Regions from separate parts of the Mus musculus genome. Here region 2 is linked to region 1. Evidence: chromatin contacts called from public HiChIP or PLAC-seq data. All regions are on one chromosome and are shown on one strand. The core of a region is the stretch at or near the end of the contact, and the rest is flanking DNA. Distances in the headings are between cores, read along the strand shown. Region 1 has its middle 14 kb from the start of Gm29862. Region 2 overlaps Gm30041 (a long non-coding RNA gene).

Region 1 (7,936 bases), core at 3,782-6,281:
CTCATAAAAACAAACAGGGAATGAGTATATTTATCTGCAACAGAATTTCCCCTGGCTATAGGCCTGGGCAATCCTGAATGAGCTCTAACATGTACAATGCAAAAAGGATGCTTCCTTTCCCAAATCATTTTTTGAGAGGAGGAGAGTAGGGTACATATCGTGAAGGCAGCTTTAATTACCCCCACGGTTTCTAATTGCTGCACTGCTTGAACTACATACTGACTATCTGAAACTAGATTAAACGCTTCCTCAACCTCTTGAAACACTTGTAGGACAGCACATAATTCAACAGCTTGTGCAGATTGATAGGGAAATACATGAGCTTGGGGTTGATTTCCTTCAACATAAACTACTCCCACGCCGCCTTTGGATCCATCAGTAAATACATTAACAGCACCTGGGATTGGCTCAGTCCGGGTAATTCTGGGGTATATCATAGGATTTCTCATGATAAACTGAAGCCAATTAGTGGAGGCAGGTACCTCAATCTGTTTTACATCAGGCTGTTTACCAAAAGATCCTAGCCCCACCTTTATACCCTTAAGAATTAGCTGGCTTTCTTTACTTACCACTACTTACCGCTGCTTACCAAAATTTCCCCGGACGCCATTTTTATTTTCATTTTAGACACAGTTGAACTTATGTTGCTGAAATTCCCTTCCTCTCTATTCCTGAGAACCTTAGTGCTCCGACCCCTTTTTTCCGGGGAACCTATCAGGCCTATGCTTTCTTTACTTCTTGCCCCCTGTAAGAAACTATTCTACATTTTGACACAACTGGGTTCTTAATTCGGTTTCCATAGACTTAATTATGTTAAAGTCCTTTCATGAGCTACAGGGTTGCAGAAGGTTAAAAAAATACCCAGACAACTCAGGGTAAAACCTTGAATCAGGATAAAAGCGTTCACTTTGGATTAGGTCTTGCATACGGTAAATGCTCATGTGACTGATACATTAAGAAATAATGATGTCATTTTCAACAGAAACAAAGTAACTTACCCAACAATGACTGTATGCTTTAAAATTCTACAAAATGGTTAGTGGCTGTGTTCTGTGTTCTTGGAGGGTATTCAGACTCTGACTTTGATAGATGACACCAGTGCTCTCACAGGCTCTGGATTTTGGAGTCATTTATGTATGGCTTGTGCCCAATAAACTCAATAGCTTCGCTCTGTTCACTACTTAGCTTTGGAGCCCACTTCTGAAATCAGTCTTTAGTGTTCTGCTTTCCTAGGTTACTGGCTTGGTCTACTCCATTTTGTTTGGTTTTAGACACCAGGGCAAGGGACTAAAGTGCATCTTTTATGTTTCAAAACAGACCCAACCTCCAGGTTTTCCCAGCATCCCTCAGTCTCTACCAGGCATATCCTGGCTCCCACCCTGAACTGCCCTTCCCCCCAGAGGCTCTTCCCTATATAATCCAGACATTTTACTTCTCTCTTCTTTCTCCTCTCTCTCTCTTTTTCCCTCTGTGTTCACACTCTTTCCTTCTCTTTCTTCCCCTTCTCCTCTCTCTTTCTTCCCATGGCAACTTCCCTGACCTCCTTCCTTGGGGCCAGTGAACTCTCTTCCTCTCAAGAGCAGCTTCCCAATAAACCTGCATTTAATTTAATATAATATAATCTGGTTTGAACTGGCTCATTTCACTGACAGAGAAATAAATTATCGCACAGTGCTGGCTGGGTGTTTAATTGCTATGACAAAATGACAACAATTTGAAGGGGTAAGACTTTTCTGGATCATCATCTCAGAAGTTCAACTGATCCTGTTTCAGTGATTTGGAAGTGACTGTCATGGTGGTTGTAGCATGGTAGAAAAAAAAATGTGGCAGGCAGAAAGCAGAGAGAAAGATAAGGGGACAGGGACAAATTATTACCTTCCAAGTCATGCTCCCTATCGCTAAGACCCCACCTCTCAATGTTTCGATTATCTCTACCTGCAGTTGTATCTCACGTGATGAATCCCCACACCTCTCCCTGTCCCTTGCCTCCCTGTTCTCAAATCCTTGCATGTGTAACAAAATCCAAAACATATGGGTCAAAAGCCAAGGGTTCACTTCCCTAAATTTGGAGGCATGTTGTTTGGGTCTTTACTCTGCGGCTTTCTAACAATGGGAGAGTAGGCACGCTAGTTTTCTTCTCCAGACCTCTCTTCTCACCTAGAGAACAGGGATTGAAAGCAACCAGACAGTTAGAATATGTATTAGTAGACATAGACTTTGCCAACTATGTAGTAAAGTGTGTACCACCCAGGGGGATCTCCTTCAACATCTGTCACCTTTGACCTTCCAAGTTAGGCCTTTGCAACTCCATCTCTTGGTGTGTTGCTCCTCTTTGCCTCACACAGCCTCATCTTCTGTGTCTCCTCTCACAAAAGAAACGGACTCTGTTACTTGGTTTCTGTGGATCGGCTTATTAATCCATGAATTCATTTGGTTCTCTCTGGTATGAATCTGTTTTTCTTAGTTTCTATCAGCTTTCTTACTTTTTCCAAAACTAATTATAGCTTCTTACCCTTAGCCCTTTTCATACTTTCAAGTGACTTTCTATCCTTCCTGATACAGCAATCCCTTCAATATTCAGGTACACATCCCCCACCTGCTCGTGAGCCTCAAATGGTGGGGGCTTGATGCCACTTACCTCAGTGTGTGCCTGTAGATCTCCACCACAGCCTCTTGCATGTCAACTAGGATGCTTTGAGATAGTAAGAATATTAACCTATGTAATGTGGGCAAAGTTTTTGCAACCTACTTTTAGTAAGGGTCCAACTTCTCCTCTATCCCACCACCCAGCAGAGGTAGTGGAAGAGAAAAGTTATTAGGATATGGGGGAAGCAGAACTGTTCAGCAATAGTTCTTTGGGGGTGAGCTCCATCTTCCTTGGCAATAGTTCCATCCTCCAGCAAACACCAAATACGACTCAGCAGCTGCAGACCAGTCCTCTAGGCAAGTAGATACCACACAGGAACTGGCAGCTACATACAGTTCAGTCCTCTCAGCAGGCCGATTCCATGTACCAACCAGCACAAGGCTCACCAACTGACCTGAAGTGCAGTCTCAGAAGCGGCAAACTACTGCAAGAACCTCATGAGCAGTTCCTGAGTGAGTTTCTCTCAATGGTGGCATGACCACAAGTTGAGCTCAACAATGAATGCTATGTAAGGCGAACCAATACATGCTTGTCTTTATCAAAGACCAATGCTCAGTGCTCATCTCCCACTGTCTGTGGGGTCATATTTATACTCCTTCATCACAGGCCCTTTCACGTGTCTGCTATAGCAAAACATCCTTTCGCCTGTGTCTGCTTCAGGAAAACATTTTTTCCTGTGTCTGATCCAGGAAAACATCCTTTCGCTTGTGTGTCTCAGCAAAACATCATTTGACATAATTGACTTCCTAAAGAAACTAGAAGTTTCCACTTCAATGTATTGTTTAGTACAAAGTGAAACAAAAGAATACGAAATCATTGTATTATTGAAACTACAGATACCATCATTGTTTATAATACAAGAAAAATTAACCAAGTCCACCAAGCTTGAGTAACTTTCTAGGATAACATTATAATATTCACATTTTGGAAGCTATTATTAAGGCTTCTAATGGGTTCTGGAACTTAAAGCACACCCAGGAACTTAAAACAACACAGAGTTTAACACAGAGACAAACTAGGTAGAGCAGTTGCTACTCCATCAGAAGGTGAGTTTCGGTCTTAGAACCTATGTTGGGCAGCTCACAACTTCACAGTTGCCTGTAACTCCAGCTCTGGGGTGGAGTGGTCTAGTGCCCTCTCCTGGTCTCTGCAGGCACCTGCACACATATGTATATGTGTACTTGCTTGTGTATCCACAGACATATACCACAGTACACACACTGCCATTACCACACACACACACACACACACACACACACACACACAGTAGATTGCTTGCCCAACATGCACGCTTGATTCTAGGTTCAATCTCTAGAAACAAAACTATTTTAAAAAATGATGAAAGCATCACAATTATTTATCATCATCATCATTATTATTACTTATTTTAATAGTGGAAAGGTATGTGATGCGAACGCAGTGATCTGAAACTGGGAGTAAGAAGCCTATGACAGAGGCTTCTTTGCAGAAGTGTCTAGGTGGCAATGCTCTGTTGGGACAGAAGCTTGGAGTCTCTGGCTAAGAGGCTGAAACTGAGTGGAGAAGACAGAGGTGGGAAGGCTAAACCCTGACAAATACTGCAGCTTTCCCTGGGCATGACCCTAGTGAGGAACATGTCGTGAATACCAATTCGGAGTGCTCCATTTTGAGGTACCTGGGTCTCCCAAAGTCCTCTTGCGTAACTGAATCCTGGCAACAGTTAAGACTTATGTTTGGCGGTAAGGATTCCTCCCGGAGCGTTGAGTTTCTGATAGACTAGACTAGGCGCTGCTAATGTATGTTTAGGTGGCGTGTCTGTGAATGAAATCGAGGGAAAGTCGGCAAATGTTTCGTCTGGGAAAATTCTCCACAGCAAACCCCCAAGTGACAGTACAAACTCTTTTCAGCAAAAAATAAATAGCTGGTCTTTTCCATTTGGTTTTTACCTTTGTGTGGTGCTGGAATCCCCGAGTGTCTGGCTAATAGCGCTATTCCCTCCGATTTTTGCAGCTTCGTCATCTAATACTCAATTAACATACCGTCTGCAACGCTCAGCTAAAGGAAGTTATGTGAGAATGAGAGAATGAGGGACCATCTTCGCTGAAGAACAGTTTTTCTTGTCCAAGAAGCACTGGCAGGAGGAGACTGGGTGCGGGGGGGTGGGGAGGGCCAGATTTTATTTTACTTTACTTTGTTCCCAGTTTCTACTTAAAATTCGGAGCTCAGCAACCATTCCAGTTTCTTCTTCCTGCTCTGAGTTCCCTCAAAAGTAAAGACTTAAACAAGGTGAGAAAGAGGACTGTGGTTCTCCGAGTAAACAGGCCCTGCGGAGCGAGCCTGGACCCAGGGAGAGCCCTCCTCCCAGAAGGAAACCAGATCCCTGGGCAAAATAGGTGAAGAAAAATAGGGCAGCTGTTAAAACATTTAGTCTGTTTTTCTCTTTATCCCCCTTCTGGTCCCCTGCCTCCCAGCCCCCTCCCCCACGCGATCCTTTCCAACCCCAGGCGACTGTGCTCCGGGAACGCAGGACCCCCTCACCGGAGAGCAAATACATGAGCTAGGACAATCCCCGGCCTCTGCTTCCCCGCCGCCCCCTTCCCCGCCCCTCTGCATTCCTGGAGGATAAGCGGAAGATTGAATGGATGAATTTTTGGCAGCTATTTGCAGAGCCCGCAGCCGCAGCTTGGTTTAATTAGGGAATCAGAGCGTTGCTTTTATGTAGGTCACTTTAGGTTCTGATTCCAGATCTCCTATAGCTCTGTCCTTCCTTAAAAAAAGCCAGAAATACATGTACAATTAGAAACTAAAAACACACCAAAAATCTCTCGGTCATGTGTCTCTCTCTGTCTCTCTCTGTTAATTCCCACTAGAATAGCTTAGCTGGGACCCCTCCCTTCTCCAAAATAAGGATAGTATTGTAGCTTAACTCCACCCCACTCCTGTGGTCTGAAACATATGTGCAGAACAGAGAAAATTATTAGCAGGCATGAAGGACATTTTTTGCTTTCTCGATGTTTTTGTCCTAGAAAGACTCCTTGAGCTTTCTTCTACGGAGTCTAACAACGAAGCACCTATTGAGAACTTAATCGCCATCAGTTTGTTAATCTTTGAGATGTAACTGAAAATAAGTACCGAGGTAGGGGGAGAGATGGCAGACAGGGCATTGCAGTGTCTCTTAAAGGAACTCAGACCCCAAATTAAGTGTTTTCAGCCACAGGTGGGGCCCACAGGAACCTCGTCTGAAGGTTTCGTAATGCACAAAGAATTCTCTTTGCAAGGAGCCCAGGAGGGTGAACACACAGGGATCCTCTGTGGCCTTGGGGGTGTGGGGAAGGCCCTAGCAAGTCCTCTGTGTCTGTCAGAAGTTTGTTCAAATGACGCATGGCTTGGATTTAACGTTTTCAGGTACTTTATCTTTACTTTCACATTTGAAATTCGATCAGTCTAACGTAAATACGAAGCAGCCAGGCCTTAAAGAACAAGACAGGCTCTCTAAACACTCTGAACTCCAGAAGAAAACACGGCCATGTTTTCATAATATACTTAGATGCAGGAAATGCATACTTAATGGGCTAGGGTGACTTCATGTAATCTGCCACCCACAGATAATTAATTAAGCTACTCAGTGAGTGTCGGGCAAACAAGTTAACATCGCAGGCTCTCAGGAGTGTGAAGTAGTGTCCTGTTTACATTTCCTGGATGGTTCAGTGAAGAGCTGTGGGAACCACCAAAGGGAGGAGGCTATTTCAAGTTGTGGCCCTCTCAAAATGCTAAGAGCGGCTATTAGCCCTCAAAGGCTGCAGGTCTAATCAGCTTCAAATAGTGAGAAACAGCTGGCCAGGAGGCCGGTCTGTCAGTGTATGAGGTGTCTGTCTGGGAGGTGGCTTGGAGGAGAGCTCACAGACTCCGGCTCATTATCTCCAGAATGAAAATGGAACCACAGCTGTCTCTTCTGATAGATTTGATTAAACTGCTAAGCTGGGGGTGGAGGGGTGTCAGAGAGGGCGAGAGGAACGTCAGCAGAGGCTCGGAGCCAACAGCGTGTGCACGTATATTTCCAAACTCCTCCGGGCAGGAGGTATCTCAGTAATGGGACTTGCCATGAGATCTCTGGCAGGCTCGGTGTTGGAACCACATCACTGAAACTGCTTGTCTTGGGATATTTTATTTTTGTTCGTCTTGTCTGCAACTCTCCCCGCTGTGAATACTATCCAAGAGGAGTAAAAATGAATTCATCATGGTTGTAAACTTCCCAAAGCAGAGGTTTTGCTTTTGCATTTCAGAAGACAACTTCCCAGGGGAGATGCCCATGGAAAAAATGAAGTTTACCTACCACCAAATCAAATTTAAGGTGTCAAAAGTCTGGCTGCCATCTTAAAGCCGTTGAGAAAAGCTGCACACAATAGCTTTGGAGTCGACCTGCCTTTTTACTAGAGCTATTCTGCTGCATAAAGAGTTTTGTATTTTTGTTATAGCCTGAGTTAAACACAGACCCCTTTCCCATTAGCATTGATGGTGACCTAGTACATGAATTCCACAGAGCAACAATGCCCCCTCCTGTCAGCTGTGCTAGGGTGTAGCACCCTTACTGGGGTTAGTGATATAGAAACTCACACTTGCCCCCTCCCCCACCTCCTGGTCATTGGTCCTCTGTAAACATCACAAATGCCCACAGAGATAATAAACCTGAAAATGTATCTTTCTTTAGTCTGTTAAAAAAAAAATAAAATTTAGTTCTTAAGGTCATTGCCATTCTTCTTAAATTTCACAGATAGGTTCAGTTATCTCTGTGGCTGTGGAGATGGTAAGTAAGCATCCTCTATATGGGCTACGTGAGTTGTCTAATGCATTCTATACTTAAATAGCAACGTACTTTGTTCAAACACTAGAGCCTTGATAGAGATGGTCACATGTAGTAGAAAGATCATACAATTGTTTATGAACAAATACGGTAGATCATGTCTTCATGCTTTAGTAACTTCTCAAGAAGGAATGGAGAAGACCCTTAGCTGGGACCAATAAAAGCACCAAGCATCTGGGATGTGGTGGTCAGTATTCCCCTTTTTTCATAAGGCCTACCTCACTTTACTGGATCATGTGGTATGAATGCAAGAGTCCTTTCTTGGGCAATGTTTTAAAATACATTGCAAAAGATTGTCAGGACTTCTCAGTGCATTTATTCCAATTCAGACTTTCCATGGATTTATCATTTGTAGGAGGAACAGTGCGGCCTCTGCATAAATGCCAGCTGCAAAGGCATCTCCTGCAGGAGGACCCAATTGAAGGCTGCCTGGAGATCAAGGATTGCTG
Region 2 (7,936 bases), core at 1,792-4,291, 330 kb before region 1:
ATTTATTTCTCATGACCATATTTGTTTGCATGTCACATTGTACTCAATTAGGATAAAAGAATTATGATTTTTTAATGGCCTTTTCAAATTTACCATGGTCTTACAGGGTTTTTTGTTCTATGAGGGTTTTTTTTGTTGTTGTTGTTGTTTCTTTGTTTCTTTGTTTGTTGCTGCTCTTGACTTTCCATATTTAAAGAGGTCAATAGAAAATTATGTGATCCTCAAAAAATTTTTTTTATTTTTTAAAAGATCTGAAAAGTCTAGTAACTTCTTCTACTTAAGGATTTATACACCTTATTGTGTGTGCTGGGTATGTTATGTGTATTTTCATGAGGTTATACATGTATGTGTGTAGGTGCTTATACACATACATTTATATATGTGTAGGCTATAGGCCAGCATTGAGTGTCTTTCTTTGCTCAATCTCTATGCTCTTTTGTGAGGACACTTGAAGCCCATACATTTGGCTAAAATGTTTGGTCAATGAGCTTGCAGGATCTGCCTGTCTCTGGTCCCAGGACTAAGGTTACAGGCATACGCTGCTGTGCGTGACTTTTTATATGCATTCTGAACTCATCCTGTGAGTAAGTACTTATTGTGCAAATATGGGGATCTTGTCTTTGAGGTGTATGCCTGTAAATGAAATTATACTCACCAGGCCATCTTGTGTAAGTATTTAATCCATTTCTACTTCATATCTATTGCTTATCTGCACTTTCATCATGTGGCTACTGGATACCTACCATGATCTTAGCCCTGTACTGAATGCAGATGATTCACCAGTGACAAAAGAAATATGGAAACTAAATCACATACCTCACATGTGTCACTGGCCACATAGGTGAAGAAGCCTAAGAAAGTGATGGTTGATTGGGGTAGAGCTTAAAAATGCAGATCTTTAAATAGTAAACAAGTTATAAGGTGCACTAAAGTAACATGTCTCCAGGAGACAACCAGAGTCAATTTTTACACACACACACACAAATATAATAAAAACCAATATATTACAATATAGTCTACTAAAGTGGGCAATATGGTATAATTCAATGGGTAGAAATGTTTTTCATATGTGCCTATGTTGGATGAAATATGTTGGATGAAATGGCTCACAAACCAGGTTAAAGGCAATGAGTGGAAACCGATTCACGATCTAAAAAGGATGTGGACAGGCACAAGCATTAGAAGTCATAGGAGGTGCTTCCTTTAACTCCAAGTTCAACCTAAACCCCATGGCCATGTCTCTCTGCTAGAACCAAAACTGCTTGCTTAAGTCACTCTGTATCTCTGTTTTGAAGAGCAAGGAAGAGAACCGAAGGCAAGAAGAAATGCAACATCACCTGCAGGATACCAGCTGGGAAGTAGATGAGAAACCATACACAATGAACTAAAGGAACGGAAGAGCTCACCCTGCGCTGGACGTCAGCCAGGCGTTGCTGTTATCGTTTGGATGGGAAATGTAGCCTGCAGGCTCACATGCTTGAACACTTGGTCTCTAGCTAGTGCTGCTGGTTCTAGAGGCTATGGGACCTTAGGAAGTTAGAGCTTACATGGAGGAACTGGGTAATATGGGTGGGGCTTAGGGCTATAGCACATCGGAAGTTAGGGTCTACAAAGGAACTGGGTAATAGGGGTGGGGCTTAAGGCTACAGCCGACCTAGCTTTAGGTCAATTTGCTTCCGACTGTCAAAACAATGTCACTAGTTGCCTCACATCCCAGCCTCCAAAGAATCGACTGCCATGTCTGCCACAACATCATGGTTTGTATCCCCTTAAACCATGAACCCAAATAAACTGTCTCGCCCTTAAGCCTTTTCTTGCTAGGTATTTGGTCACAGCAGATGAAGTCTTGCAGATTGGTAATTGGGTGAAGGAGAACTTAGTACAGAATGGGTCCGTCATAAATATCTGTTAACTGCAAACCTGGACAACAAATGAAACGTTCTTATTTACTTATTCCATAGATACATATTGATCACCTTCTTCATATCAACTACGCTTCTGGATGCTGAAGATAAGGTAGCAAGCATCTCTGACCTCGTAAGGCTTACAGCCTGGTAAAAGGCAGTAGGTAACTTGCCCTGCATGTGACTCCTTTCTGTTTTGGTTCTTTAATTACACTTTGCAGAGAATCTCCCACCAATAGGTGGCATCTGGACGCTAGAAAAAAATGCAACTTGGGTATCTTGACCCAGAAACATTTCCTCATTTTAGTAGAACCAAACCAAGATATTCTATAGCAAGTAGCTCAGGACAGCAGAATTTCATGTCCGTATGGGAAGCACCCACTCCTCTTGGGAAAGAACTAAAGCGACAAGATAAATGTCATTATATCTGCTGCTTATGCAAATATCTACCTTACTCACAGTGACCTTCCTAACAGTTCGCTTTCTACAGAGAGGCCAACAAAGAATGACCTCATGTTTGAAATTAAAACTCCACACAAGCTGTCTGAGTGTGCACTTATGGGGGAAGCCATGCTGTTGAAGAGACTCTCTCTCATTAGCCCAGGAAACAAGCACATGGTTCTGAACAACAGCCTTGAGATACTATGTGAACAGCTCACAACCTTCTGGATATATAACAGAACAAACAAACAAACAAACACCCCTTATTTCTGAAGTTATCTGTATCCCCTTCAAGATTAAAGAAAAAGAATGGTTTTACAGGAAGCTATAGCTGTGGGTATTTAGAGATGACAGAGATGACTAAGGGAGAAGATGCAGCAGTTCATATGAGTCTAAATTAGGTTAGTAAATCAGAGCGACTCCTCCAGTGTTTTTTTTTAACTAGGTAACCATAAAGATATAATTTTATTCACTGTAACGTTTTACAGAGAACAACAAAATAGCGATGCTTAGCCAATCGACCTGGTACTTAACAGAATTCCTCTCCTGCCTGGGGAAGGCTGTTGATTTATTGAGAAATCATTGAATAAATCTCGGAGTAGGTTTTAAACAACAACTTTCCAGACACGGTGTTGCTGTCAGCTCGTTTTACAGCCTGCACATAAACCAAGTGTGTGACCATGCTGCTGAAGTTGAAATCATTTCCGGCTGCTAACAGGAGCTGTTCTAGTTGGCTCTCGGTTTCCAAGGGGCTTACATGCAGCTCAGGGCTTTACATTTCGTATTTTGTTAGTACATTGCTGAATGTAAGACTCAGTTTACAGACGTGCAAAGCATTCAGAGTTGGGGATATAATTCTCAGACAGAAAAGGCAACTGAGAGGTTTAGATACCCTAGATACAACTTTTCTATACTAATGGGAGTATTCTTGGCCTCTCTAACAAAGACGACTGCGTAACTTAGTCCGAAATAGAAATGGGTCAGGATCTTGACATACCTGAACTTCTTGCAGTCTGATCAAAGATATGCCTCTGACTTTTCAGTTGAGTTGTCTGTCTGTCCCTGCCTACATCAGTAAGTCCAGCTCTTTCCTTGAAGGAAATGCCTTCTCTACCACTGGGCCTCCACCTCCAGTCCCCAGAGCTCAGCTCTGTCTCCAGACACCAGTGAAGCTGGCCAGGAAAGTAGTAGTTATGTGAGACCTCAGGAAAGGAGCCACTGTAGTCTGGTTCCTTTCGTGTGTCGCTTGTCCCTGAACCTTAGCCCACCCCTGGCCTACCAGAGAAAACATTGAAGGCAGACTGCTTTGACTGGATCACACATGAGTTTGCAGTTCTCAAGTGGTGTTATATCCTGGTAATTAAGAGTCCATGCGCTAGCTAGGAGTGGTAGCATATGCCCACTACTTAAGATACCGAGGATAATGAGTTCAAGGCCAGCTAATGCTACAAATTAAAACTGTCTCAAAGCAACAACAACAACAACACCCAAAGGAAACAACATTGGCAAGAAAACACAGCAAAAGTATCAATACTCAAGTATTTTGAGAAAAGTCGGGAAAAAAAATGTCCCTCTTTATCTGCTGAAAAAGGTTGTGACTACCAATGCATGTTAGTTATAAGCAATCAAATGATGTGTGTGTGAGAGAGAATGTATGTGGAGTGTGCATGTATGTAGGTATAATATTTATGTGTGTTAGTGTGTGTGATGTGCATGTTCTGTGTATATATTGTGTATGTATGTGTGTTTATGTATATTGTGTGCATGGTGTGTGTGCACTCTGTCTTTTCAGGTCCTTTTATCAGCAATTAGAAGGTTGACTCTAGTTTCCGGCAATAGAGGTGCAGCCAGGCCTATGGGCGATATCAACACTGTTTCTGAGTTTCGGTTTGCTTTGTTCAGAGTCAAGGATTCACTGTGTAAGATACAAGTCCATTATTTCCAGCTTTCAGTTAGGTTTCCAATACAAATCCATAGGGCTGTCATGTTTGGGTGTTCAGGTTGGTCCCCAAAGAGCATCACATCAGCTTATTCTACACAAATGTCTTCATTACTGTGTGACAGCATCAACATTTCTACTATAATTATTGGCTTTAAAGTTAGGCTATCTATTTATGGTTTCCTGATAGTTGTAGAGTCCTGCATTAGAAAGATGAATACAATGTGGCAATGTTAGAGTAGAAAAATGAATACAATGTAGCAATGTTATGATCCCTGAGGAGAATCAAGTCCTTTGGCTCACACATGTGTACATACTATGTCTAATGGTTGGCGCTGATTATCAATTTGACAGGATTAAACAGGATTATAATCACATAGAAGACCAACACACTATATTTAAAATATACACTGCCTCTACTTAAGAAGTTATTTTGTCAGGTGATCTACCCTTTGGCTATCTATATAAAATTTGAACCTCTATTTAATATTAGTCCATGTTTAAACCTAATGTTTTATGTTCTAGATTATTGCATCTGGCATTTCTTTATATTACCTGATAATATTGGTGAGGTCTTGATCTGGATGCACAGCTATTTCACTCCACTATAAGCCCCTTGCAGGGCTGGAGAGATGGCTCTGTTGTTACAAGTACTTACTGCTTTTGCAAAGGACATGAACTTAGTTCTCAGCATACATGTTGGGCAGCTCACAATTGCCTGTAACTCCAGCTGCAGGTGTCCAATGCCTCCGCATGACCTGCATGCGCATGACGTGCACAAAAGCAGACATATTATACATGCATGTTACAAGTGCTATGCAATAATCAATATCCACATGCAATCAATAACCTTTAAAGTTCTACAAGTACTGTAAGATATAGACATGGGAAATATATGTTAAATGATAGCTGCAAACGATTTTACACAAACTTAATTTCCCATACAATTTAGCAAATTATTTCCTAGACATATTTGAAGTGAAGTAATAAAATAAAAAGATATATATATATGTGGTCACTGTCAGACAATAGGAAGCATTATAATTTTAAAAATGTATGGCTAATCTACTGAAACCATTGAGTGAAATTGTAGAAAAAAAATGAATGGCTTGTTTATTAACTTCCTTTCTTGTTGCCATGACAAGTTAGGGAGATTTATTTTGGCTCCTGGTTTCAGTACATCACAATGTAGATGGTGAGGCGGGGCTGGTGGAAGGATGATGTAGCAGAAGCTTCGTGTATCATGGAGGGTCAGAAGCAGATACAGTAGGAACAGATGCATGGTGAGACTGTAACTCTGAGGCCTCCTGCCAGTGACACACCTCTATCAACCTGGCACCTCAACCCCCCCCCCCCCCAACAGCAGCAGACCAGATACTGAATTGTGATAGCCAAGGGACATTTCAGATTCAAGCCATAATACACTTCCCTTAACCTCCACAGGCTCATGGCCACCTCATAATTCAACATGCATCAGTCCAAATTCAAGAGTCCTCATGGTCCTGACAATTCTAATGCTGTACAAAGGTCCTGAGTTTCTTCTAAGACTTAAAGCACATTTTTAACTGTGAGCACCTGTAAGATCAGAAAACAAGTCACATAAAAGGCACGGTACTCAGGGACAAAGAGTGGAGCAGAGACTGAAGGAAAGGCCATCCAGAGACTGCCTCACCTGGGGATCCATCCCACATGCAGACACAAAACACAGACACTATTGCTGATGCCAAGAAGTGCTTGCTGACAAGAGCCTGACAAAGCTTTCTCCTGAGAGTCTCTGCCATATCCTGACCAATACAGATGTGGGTGCTCGCAGCCAACTATTGGACTGAGCACAGGGACCCCAATGGAGGAGTTAGGGGAAGGACTGAAGGAGCTGAAGGGGCCTTATCTGGCATTAGTGGGAGGGGAGGCCCTTGGTCCTGTGAAGGCTTGATGCCCCAGTACAGAGAAATGCTAGGGTGGTAAGGTGGGAGTGGGTAGTTGGTGGAGGTAGGGACCCTCATAGGAGTAGGGTAAGGGGGGATGGGTGTCGTAGATGGGCCTGATGCTGTTTGTATGTTGATGCTAATTCCACTCTCCTGAGAGGGGCTGTGACAAGGAGTGAGTCATACCCAGGTGACAGCTTGTGAACCAATCCCCTAATGAATAAAGGAGCCTGTCAATCACTGGGCAAGTAGGCAGGACTTCCAGGTTGGATAGGGGAAGAGAGAATGATGGAAATGGAGGTGGAAGGAAAGTGGAGCAGAGCACGTGGCCTGGAGAAACTGCAAGTTACAAGGGATCGAGTAGATGGGGAGAAGAGTAGTGTAGTGGTAGAGCTGCCCAGTCTAGGCGGGCAGCTTGTATACATATCAACTGAGTTGTATTGTCTTTGCCCAGGCTTATTTGGGTTGGAGATTAACTGCAGCAGATGGGATAGGGGGTTTTCAGAGGGGAAAGGGGATAACATTTAGAATGTAAATAAATTAAATATCCAATTTTATTTTTTAAAAAAGGGCACAGTGCACACGCCCATTTCATGGGAGATAGATTGGGTCATATCAATGAAAGGTCCAACCAAAGCAATCCCCAAATCCAACCAGACAAAACCAGCCTGTAGCCCCATGTCTGGAACCCAGGACATTACCTTGGCTGCAGCAGGCTTCTAGGTTTTGTCGTCTTTAGCACACATGAGGTCTCCCTCATGCAGACTTCTCACCTGTACGGCAGATGCCTCGTATTCCTGGTGTCTTCGTGTCTCCACTGCAGTTTAGGTATGCATGCTGGCCTCTCTGGGCATTCTGGCAGGGAGTCTGGCCTTGTCACACACTGCCAGGTCTCATAGGCTCCCGCCAGCCCCTGAACCTCTATGCAAATCTTCAGAAGAATGTCATCCTTGTATTCTGCATGCTGGCAAAGTCAGCGACGTGGATGAAAACAAATTTGAGACCTATCCAAGCCCCGTTAGAACAGGTTTCAGCAGCCTGCTCAGCTGAAGAGAAGAAATATCTCTGGAAACAGAAAGACAGCCCCATGACACTATGTTTCAGACCCAGTGTTTGAAAAGTATATCTCTGAAATTCGTTTTCATGGGGGGCCTTTGACAGGGAAGTAGGGAGTGGGGTAGAGGGTTGGGATAGGGAGTGTGTACCTTCCCACTGCTGAGGGCAAGGCACTCAGTTACACTCTACTGCTGCTCATCTCTGATAATTACAGTTACACTATCCCCAACTTTAATTCGTTCACGCTTTATACCTTGCCAAACCAAAGGATTTTGTTTTATATTTTACTCTCTATTTCTGCTTCATTTGCAAGATAATCCTGGCCAATTGTGGCTCCCTCCCTGTCTTGAAGTCTCCTTTGTCAAAATAATTAGACTATTTCTTTTGAATTCAAGCATGCTCAGATTTTCAGGGCAAAATGTAGCCAGTTGCTACATTTTACAGTTGTAGCCAGTTTCATTGCTAAGAACTTACTATCCACATTTCCATCTGTGTTCTGGCCTTCCAAGTTCCACCAGATTGGCTCATTAGGCTCTTTTACAACATTCTTGGGCTCCTCTAGTCTTCAGCTTCAAATTCTTCCACAGTCCTTCCAGAAATCAGTTCTGAAGACCTAAGAGCTACAGGGTCAGGTTTATCACAGAAGGATCCTCACCTCTTGGTACCATTGT

The links. HiChIP or PLAC-seq counts read pairs in DNA pulled down with a chosen protein or histone mark.
Region 2: an H3K4me3 HiChIP or PLAC-seq map of embryonic limb bud shows a contact between it and region 1, with 4 times the contacts expected there. The contact joins two enhancer-like sites. A contact is called at or near these places in 9 of 484 Hi-C or Micro-C datasets (cerebellar granule neurons, cerebral cortex, embryonic fibroblasts and 4 more) and 2 of 115 datasets of contacts at active chromatin or transcription factors (embryonic limb bud and fibro-adipogenic progenitors).

Annotation. Positions count from the first base shown.
Region 1 is chr10:125,784,301-125,792,236 of GRCm38.p6, reverse strand. No RefSeq gene overlaps it. Among named protein-coding and RNA genes, the nearest start is that of Gm29862, 14 kb to the right of the region's middle. Within about 2 kb of position 5,031, at least 103 of the 459 cell types and tissues checked have an H3K27ac peak or open chromatin away from gene starts, as enhancers often do. A contact at or near this core is called in embryonic limb bud, where this site is marked.
Region 2 is chr10:126,116,911-126,124,846 of GRCm38.p6, reverse strand. Gm30041 (a long non-coding RNA gene) reads right to left here. Exons shown (of 6, transcript XR_872162.2): 3 at 7,740-7,936; 4 at 6,911-7,274; 5 at 4,840-5,042. Among named protein-coding and RNA genes, the nearest start is that of Gm30041, 27 kb to the right of the region's middle. Within about 2 kb of position 3,041, at least 6 of the 459 cell types and tissues checked have an H3K27ac peak or open chromatin away from gene starts, as enhancers often do. A contact at or near this core is called in embryonic limb bud, where this site is marked.